Linked DNA regions of Xenopus tropicalis: region 1 is linked to region 2. A link is a contact called in public Hi-C data. All regions are on one chromosome and are shown on one strand. Each heading gives the region's core, a stretch centred on a gene start, on an enhancer-like site or on the middle of the called end of the contact. The rest is flanking DNA. Distances are from core to core; before and after follow the strand shown.

Region 1 (4,828 bases), core at 49-2,548, 69 kb before region 2:
GTTATTTGCAGTCAAAGTCTGTGGCAATACAAATCCAAGCGACCTGCCAGTATCCAGGAATGCAGTCTGCATAGTTCTCTGTCTGTTGTCCTCTGGGCTCTGGAGGCAAAAAGAATAGAAAATGTAGAGGGACAGAGAGAGGGAGAGAGAGAAAAGAGGCAGCTTTTGAATCAACAATACCATTTTCCGTGAAGTAATGGTTCTGTATAAAAGGAAATATCGCCTACTCAGTTTCATTCAGCTGTGCCAAAAATGTTAGAAATGAGTGGCCGCCAACTTGCAGCGGAGGATGCCAGACTGCGCTTAATAAACTGGCCCTATAGAAGTTCATTATCGATGGGGCAATCTCTGGGGCTATGAAAGGAGACCGCCTACGTCGTCCCATTCCTGTCTGATACTCCAGACACTGCCACTTGAAAAGACTGTCACTTGGGGGGGGGCAAATTTAGGTATTAAACTTGTATTTGTCCCTGAAGACTCCCAGAGAGCTGGATGTGGGAGCAGACACTTAACTACTGTTTCAGGTTCTGGGAGTTATATTTTAAAAGGCACTTTAAGAGTTTGAGTGGGAGGTGGGTGGGGGGCAAGTCCTAACCCCCCCTCTTTAGACAGTGCGCCCCGATGTTGCCCGGTCTTTGCTCAGAAGGTGCCCAGGGGGAGCCAGAGTGGGTAGGTCCTGCCCAACAAGGCTGAGTCTGGGAGAGGTCACGTCATTGTCCTGTGCGCACCCAGCAGCACCTATAGCAGCGCTTCCCACTCACATGCCCCACTCCTATAGCAGCGCTTCCCACTCACATGCCCCACTCCTATAGCAGCGCTTCCCACTCACATGCCCCACTCCTATAGCAGCGCTTCCCACTCACATGCCCCACTCCTATAGCAGCGCTTCCCACTCACATGCCCCACTCCTATAGCAGCGCTTCCCACTCACATGCCCCACTCCTATAGCAGCGCTTCCCACTCACATGCCCCACTCCCTGCTGCTGCCTCTGCTGCTGCACAAGTAGCCACACTGCTGCTCCATTTCCCCACCAGCTGCTGGACAAGTTTCACTCTCTCTCTGCTTGGGACTCAGCAAACACTCCTTGCTACATTCTCTCTAGGATCTACCTACCCACTGTTCATTGGAAAAGGTTTCCAGAAGGTGGAAAATGTCACCTGATTCACTCTGAATTTTTCTTTTTACCCCACCCCCAAACACACACACACATTAGGAGACCGCCCACCGCAGACAGCTAAGACCCCCTTATAGATTTAAAGAGAGACTGCATTAGAGGCTGCTGTTCATTCAATAGAGCGATCATAAGCAGAGTCCGGAGTTGTGCCTGGTCCATTATCCCATCTCTCCACTTGAGACTCTGCTGCTTCTCCACTCTCTGCACTGAGGATGTTAAATGAAAGGATCCAGCCGGGCATGATTTTCCTCCTGACTGTCTCTCTGTGCCATTTCATGGAACATCGCGCAGTCCAAGGTAAGAACCTGAAGGACTTGATCACTCTTTTTGGATTTTCTTTCATTTTTTTTGGTATTAGGGCAGACAGTAGGAGAGGCAAGTTAGGCTGGTGACTTAGATCAGACTTCACTTTTACATATCTGCAATATCAAGATGGTAGTTCTGGATTTTAAGGGCTACAGTCAACTTGGCTTCCAGATTTATTAATGTGTATATAAATGTATCGGCAGAGAGTGCTACTTTACTATCAGTGGTTACAGTTATGTAACGAATCTAGTGACTTATTAGGGACTTGCGAGGATGTCGGTATTTGTTTCGTACTACTCTAGTTGTACTCCAGCTGGTGGGACAGAAGTTGTGGTGGCAAGTCATTGGCTGCCAGCCCCCTACTATACGTAGCAGAGGCGCAGTCGGACCCAGCGGTGCGCAGAATTTCTTCCAACTGACGCAATCTGCCTTGTGCTAATTGCTGCCTACTTGCAGTGTTAGTTGGCGCAATTCCAAATGGAACTAGTTGTAGTGAGTTGTTTAGAACTATTGCTGTTCAGCTTATCCTTTCTCTTAACTTTAAAAAAGGGGTAACATAGCGTGGGATTGGGGAGAAAACACGTTTCGAAATGGATTAGTGTTGCATGTAGATGTTCTGAATGTGCCTGGATTGCAACATGAGGTTGGATCGCAGGCTTGACAACTGACGCACTTGATACTGTAATATTTCAATAAAGCAGGGGTTTTATGGGCTCGTTATCTCAACATCTGGATGGGAGGCTGTTCAACAGCGCGGCCAATTAACCCTTTGTGTAGCCTGGGTGGATATCTATAGAGTGGAAGCCCTGAAGGGGTTAACCGTGCAAGTGTGAGCGGTTTGGCTGGGGAGAGACTGCTGTTACTAGTGCAGGTTATGAAAGAGGCCGAATAAAAGTAAACAGTCTAGTGGAAGTGAGCGCAGAGCACACGTGTTGTGTCTGGGTCACTGCTAAGTGACACTGATATGGCTGGGCCGCTGTCTCTTACAGCTGGGAATTGCTGGCTGCAGCAGTCGAAGAACGGCCGATGTCAGGTTCTCTACAGGACTGAGCTGAGCAAGGAGGAATGCTGCAAGACTGGCAGGCTGGGTACCTCATGGACTGAAGAGGATGTACCCAACAGCACCCTCTTCAAATGGATGATATTTCATGGAGGGGCCCCTCACTGCGTCCCCTGCAAAGGTACTTTACTTGACAATTTTTACTACCATCTCCTCGTTTTGAAAATGAAAGGGTTAAATTCCTACATCTCTGTAAGCAAAGAAGTCGAGAGAAGTTTTTTTTTTTTTTAGTACTTTAACATACAGTCTCTACTGACACGTTGTAGGAATACATGATTTAACCATCCCTGTGTATGCTTGATGCGACCTGTGCTTCCATGAAACCATGAAGCTGCCATATGTATTTATATACCCGCATACTTGACATATTTTGAACTGCTTTTGGCATTATTTTTGTATAGGGGGACGCAGCCACACAGTCCATATGTGTGTATGTGTGTATGTGTGTGTGCAAGAATAATCTCACCCAGCTCAGACTTTAGGATACTGTGCTAGCAGATTCTGGCCACCTACACTTGCTTATTATGTGTTATTTTTCACGGAGGGATTTATTAAAGTGAAGGGGACATCTGCACTCAATTTTGAGTTCGCTTTCTGGAGGAACTTTTGTTCTCTCTCCATAGATACTGCATGCTGTTTTAGCTATTAGGCACAGAGGGGAAATACTTTTCTTGTACTAGTAAGTTCCCAGTGTCAGGAGCTTGTATGAATCTGGCATATCTATCTATCATCTATCTATTTATCATCTATATTAGATACCATAACACCCCAGATGATCTTTATGTAATGGCACAGGCACATTAGTCCCTGAAAGTCTAGACATGCTGCTGAGATATGGGGCTATTTATCACATTCCTAGTAATACTATTTCTTGAGTACTTTGCCCACTGGCTAATTAAACCTGTTGCACTTACAGAAACATGTGAGAACGTAGACTGTGGCCCTGGGAAGAAATGTAAAATGAACAAGAAGAACAAGCCGAGGTGTGTCTGCGCTCCGGATTGTTCCAACATTACTTGGAAAGGTTCCGTGTGCGGAATAGATGGCAAAACCTATAAGGATGAGTGCGCTTTGCTCAAAGCCAAATGTAAAGGGGTCCCGGAGCTGGATGTGCAGTACCAAGGAAAATGCAAAAGTAGGTTAAACAAGTGGGGGGAGTTAGGGATCTGTGGGCTGGGAGGGACAGCCACATTAGATTGCTGTGATGTTACCTGAACCTCATGGGTGGGCAGCATGGAAAAGAAAGCTCTCATTGGGTGGCTTTTAGTAGCCTGAGAAGCTTTTTTGGTGCGCATTGGCTTGGGAGTTGCAAAACTTTATGTGATATAATACGGGTCCCATAAAGTACATAGTATATGGAGTAAATAAGAGCAATTTATTATGACCTTACGCTTAGCTGTGCCCCAGTAGTGCTGTAAGTCCATCTGTCATTCATTGCGCCTTTATACTGATCGATGTGCGCCCTTGCGCTTCTTTCTCTTTCAGAAACTTGCAGGGACGTGCTGTGCCCAGGGAGCTCCACTTGTGTGGTGGATCAGACCAATAACGCCTACTGTGTGACATGTAATCGGATTTGCCCGGAGCCTGTCTCCCCTGACCAATATCTGTGTGGGAATGATGGAATAACCTATGCCAGTGCCTGCCACCTGAGGAAGGCTACCTGCCTGCTGGGCAGATCCATTGGATTAGCCTACGAGGGGAAATGCATAAGTAAGTGTGGTGTCTGATTTACCCAGCGACAAATCCATTCTGAGTAGCATTCTTTCCCAAGTGCCTTGAGGAGAAGACACTCAGTATGGGGCAAGAGAAGCAACATGTGATTAGGGTTGGTGCAAGAGGATTTCTGCCAATTTGGAGCCTGGTACATGGCAAGTTTCCCGGAGTGTTCCTGGTGTGTGTGTGCACTTTCACTCCCTCATTGGCCTTACATCCCACACTAGCTAAGGAATGAGAGAGGATCGCAGCGACACCTGCCTTGTGCCTGCAGAGCACGCAGCGACACTGCCTTTGGTCCCAGCAGAACCGTTTTACCTGTTTTACATTCATTTAATTATGGCATTTTTTTTATTTTGCAAGAGGAAATGATTTTGATCCATACCTGGCTGATTTTACTGTGGTCTCTAGATTTCTGTTTTCCTTGCCTGCCACTCCTGCAGTACATTTAAGACGAACAATATAAAATATCCATGTTTCTCTCCTGTCCATTGGAGATGTATAACATTATTGGCATCTGGGTTGTATCTGCTGGAGATAAAAATGCAGATAAATGCAGTATAGTGGCTGTTGG
Region 2 (4,821 bases), core at 2,014-4,513:
AAAGTGAACTTACTTGACGCTATTCATCTTCATGTATTGGGTGAATTGGGTTGGAAAATTGGGTTTCAGCTCAATGATATACAATTACTGACCTTCAGGCTGGGCTTTTACGTGTATCTATGTCAGCAGATAGGCATTCTCCAGAGATTTCAGTAACGTTAGCTTTCTGGCTTAGCCACTCCCCTCCTATTGCTTCAGGCCCCATTCCCTGTTGGGGAACCATTACCTTAGGGCAATGACACACCACATAAATCTCCTCTACCAAATCATTCCCAACAGCTAAATGCAAATCGTCCATGGGGAAACATACACAGTGCGGCTACTTTCCGAAGTAGCCCGAAGTTTCTTTGAAAGGCAACTTTGGGCTACCTCACAAAGTAGCCGCACAATATATGTTTTCCCACCAGCAATAATGGAAAGCATTTGCAGGAGATTAGTTGCAGTAGAAGAGATTTATCGCGGGCAACTAATCTCCCGGTGTGATAATGTTAAGATGTTAAAGGGGCCCCATTAGCTCCTAACAGTGTTACATTGGTTTATCTGCCATTCAGCCATTGTTCTAAGACAATCTTGGACAATGAATGTGATTATCCCAAATCTCACCACAACTGACTTTCAAGCTGAACTTTCAGATGTATCTATGAGAGGAGATTGTCATTTTCACAAATTTCAGTTAAATTAGCTTTCTGGGGGACCCCCCTGCCATTGCTCCAGGCCCCTGCAAGGGTGGGGTGCAGCCCAACAGTTTGTGAACCACTACCTTGATGTTAAGATGTTAGGGCAGTGGCACATGGGGAGATTAATAGCCCGCGATAAATCGTCACTATTGTGGGCGACTAATCTCCCCGACATTCCATCCCACCGGCAAGAATGTAAATCACCAGTGGGATGGTATACACATTGCTTTGGTCGCCCAAAGTTGCCTCACATGGAAACTTTGTGCGACTTCAGAAAACTGAAGCAACGCATATGCCATCCCATCGGTGATTTACATGCCGGTGGGATGGCATGTCGGGAAGATAAGTTGCCCGCAATAGTGAAGATTTATCGCGGGCAACTAATCTCCCCATGTGCCACTGCCCTTTAAGAAGGAATTTTCTGTAGATTTTCCCCTCTTTATAGATCTTAGTGTGAAATGCAGGCGACTAACCACTCCGAAATGCATTTCCACCGTCATCACAACACTTTGTTATTCTGAAGTCACACTAACTTTCCTCCTGTAGGCAACTTTGCATGACCGGAGCATTACGAAGGGCTTTCCATCTGGGATTTCTGTTTTTGCAGGTTGAAAGCCATTTTGGAGCGGATAGTCACTCGCGAAAACAGTGATCTATTACAGTCAACCACACCACACCGGAGGTCCTTAGCCTACATTATGTTGTCTGAAGTGCCTTTACTAAGTATAATGGTTAAATATCTGAATAATGTATTTCTATGCATGGAAAATCACACAGGGGCTTCTGTACTTAAGTCAAATTCATTCTGATGATAAATGTGCCAATTTCTCAGAACGTTCCTGACTTGATTGTAGATTCTTATCAGGTTGCTGCGAGTTTGCAGGTTCTACCCCACAACAAATTTATGTTCCCATAATGGTATAGTGTGAAGCTGCAGAAAGTGACAAGTTACCGGTGCTGTGCAAACAGTGCAGGGTGCGGGTAAATACCATCCCCAGGAGGTTTGTTTAATGAATCCTGTATCTTGTTGTTCTGTTAAGGCACAAACGGATACCTCTTAATTGGATGAACACAGTGAAAGTTTAAACTTCAAATTGAGTGTTGCCAGTGTGCGTTGGATTTCGTTATGCTAACATTATCTGTTTATTGCCTAAGCCTTTTAACGAGTAGAAGCCTCAGTGCTGCTTTCTCTGTATTTACTACCTGCTGTGAGGTGAGATTTGTTTTCTGCACTTTGGCTCTAACTTACTGCACAGAGAAGCTTAGCATTTCAGGTCGTGACTAGGTCAGACTTAGGACTTCATCAGTTGGCAGCAATGTATGTATCATCCTATGGGAGACTCAAGACCTGTTCTACATATTTGTAGCCAAGTTTAAAATACAATGACCTTTTTTCCCCACAAATGGCATTATTCCACAGTCATTGCTCGGATTCCTCAGATATTTTACCTATACTTGCTCTGGTTTCAGTTATGATTTCTAGTCCATGCACTTATTGCATTCTTTTTCACATTCTGTCATTATTACAAATTTGTAGAATACATTATTTTGAATTTTAAAGGTATTGTTCCCTCAAGATCAAATTTTGTTCAGTAATTTGTTGCTGATGCTAAGCTGCTGATTTGGCTCCTTCAGTCCAAGTGGGCAGCTTATCTACCACCCCTGTCCTATCAGGTTTATATCTGGCCAAAAATCAAGCAGATATCAATCGGACCGATTTGAAAATCTCGTCAGAGCAATGACTGTGTTGGCTCGTTGATGCGGCCCTTGGCCCAACTGCCTGTATCCTCATCAAGGTGGGCATATCAGGGAAAGATCCACTCATATGGTGACCTTTAGGGCTCTGGCACACGAGGAGATTTGTCGCCGGCGATTTTTAAAAGAGCGATTTGGCGACAAGACGAGCGACAAGACGCCAATGCTAAATCAATGGAAATCGCCAGCGTCAAAACGAGGCTACTTCAAATTGCCTGCTGTTTCAAATCGCACACAGACCCTTTACTGAACGACTTGAGTAAACAGGAGGGGGGGTTAACTGTTAAGTGTACCATGGGTAGCCGATCGTCTGGAGCTCAACTCGCATGAAATATCTTTGTGGGTATTGTCGTGGTGACTTGTCGCCAAAGCGCCAGGGGCAAAAAACGCAGGCGACAAATCTCCTCGTGTGCCAGAGCCCTTACACTTCTGTTGTTAGCTTGATATCTTAATCACCCTATGAAGTGCCTCTAGTCTTTATATAAGTTACTAGATTTCCCCCCTTTCATTTCCACGTGTCTGAGAATAACCTCAACATTGCGGTGTTCTTTATATGTGCACAGTGTAGGCAATTTGATCTCCCCCAACTCATAAACAGGAATGTCTTGGGAAATGTTGTCAGATAAGGTCCATGGAACGGTCTTGTCTCTTTTCCTCTTTTAGTGCCGTTGGAGTGGAAAGGTTGCAGCGTCTCGCCCTTTTCTGATATGTTATCTGGATCAAGCCAGAGGGCAACAAGTCACAGATTTGCATAGCTGATGATTTGGGAGACTTGTGGAGAAAGTGGCTGTCTGCTCAGACAGAAGCAAAGTGACAAATTATGAATGCACCATGTCCTTTGAGCTGTCCTTTGAGCACACAGCTTAGATAAAAATGACCAGAGAGGGTGGTCTCTCCAGGTCAGGACAAAGGTCATTGAAAGGACGGCGGGAAATTACTTCCCGGACTCATTTGGTTTTCCGTGTTAAAATTATTTAAATGTAAATAAAATAAAATGTATACATTGACGATGATGAAATGAACAAAGGTAGCCATTAAAGGATAAGAAAACCATAAACAAATTATCTCAGAAGCAAGAACTCCAATAAATTTTCTTGTTTTGAGGTAATAAACTGGGTTTTATTGACTTTTTTTTGCATGTTACCTCACTGGATTAACATTCAATCTCTAAAGCTGGCCATACACGCACCGATAATATCGTACGAAACCTTGTTTCGTGCGATATTCGGTGCGTGTATGGCATGTCGGCGAGTCGACCGATATCGCAGGAAGCTGCTGATATTGGTCGACTCGCCGATCGGACCGGTTATAAGATTTTGATCGGGTGCCATAGAAGGCGCCTGACCAAAATCTGCCGTCAGGGCTGAATCGGGAGAAGGAGGTAGAAATCCTATTGTTTCTACCTCCTTATCTGCTGTTTCAGCCCTGAACGGTGTGTGGCGGATCTGACGATGTTTCGTGCAACCAAAAGATCGTCAGATCGCCACGTGTGTGCCCACCTTAAGGGGTCCCAGACCCATCAGATCTCATAACCAACTTGCACTGTAAAAGTCTGCTCTGGAGATGGTGTCCCACACATACTGTATTCATGTTAGAATGTTTAGAGTTACAATAGATTTCCATCTATGAACAGCTATCAGTTATTAAAGGCTGCAAAGGCTAAAATATACATTTCGTAATGGCAGTGAGAACATCAGAATTACCGTATATCATAACTAACTTGGTGTGACATGTTGTTGATCGATGCCTAGAGACATTTCATATCTTCTTCTGTGCATCTATAGTACTTATGTTTTTTACATTATAAACATTATCTTTTCAAAGAAAAAAATGTAATACCATGTCGGCTAGTTAGCATATTTATGTAAAATTCTTCACATTAAAAAATAACAGATGTGACATGTGAAGCGATATCTTTCCTGGCCTCTTAAAGGAACAGTAACACCAAAAAATGAAAGTGTTGTAAAATAATTGAAATATAATGTACTGTGGTCCTGCACTGGTAAAACTGGGGGTTTGCTTCAGGAACACTACTATAGTTTATATAAATAAGCTGCTGTGTAGCCACGGGGGCAGCCATTCAAGCTGGTAAAAAGGAGAAAAGGCACAGGTTACATAGCAGATAACAGATAAGACACCATTGTATTCTACAGGGCTTATCTGTTAGCTGCTATATAACCTGTGCCTTTTCTTCTTTTGAATGGCTGCCCCCATGGCTACACACCAGGGTTTATATAAACTCTAGTAGTGTTTCTGAAGCAAACACAAAACTTTTACCAGTGCAGGGCAGCAGTGCATTATAGTTTAATTTCTTTGAAATAAATAATTTTTTTGGTGTTACTGTTCCTTTAAAACGAAAATGGAAACTGTAATGCTCCAAAAACTTGCC

What was found. A called contact is a pair of places that touch in the nucleus more often than the background predicts.
Region 1: a contact with region 2 is called in a Hi-C map of neurula embryo, with 1.7 times the contacts expected there. The contact joins the promoter of fst here to the enhancer-like site in region 2. A contact is called at or near these places in 2 of 5 Hi-C or Micro-C datasets (neurula embryo and tailbud embryo).

Annotation. Positions count from the first base shown.
Region 1 is chr1:192,427,389-192,432,216 of UCB_Xtro_10.0, reverse strand. fst (follistatin) reads left to right here and starts at 1,298. Exons shown (of 5, transcript NM_001008056.1): 1 at 1,298-1,472; 2 at 2,471-2,662; 3 at 3,458-3,676; 4 at 4,027-4,251. The coding sequence starts at 1,388.
Region 2 is chr1:192,360,568-192,365,388 of UCB_Xtro_10.0, reverse strand. The region is part of intron 2 of ndufs4 (NADH dehydrogenase [ubiquinone] iron-sulfur protein 4, mitochondrial); the gene reads left to right. Among named protein-coding and RNA genes, the nearest start is that of ndufs4, 41 kb to the left of the region's middle. Within about 2 kb of position 3,263, at least 1 of the 11 cell types and tissues checked has an H3K27ac peak or open chromatin away from gene starts, as enhancers often do. A contact at or near this core is called in neurula embryo, where this site is marked.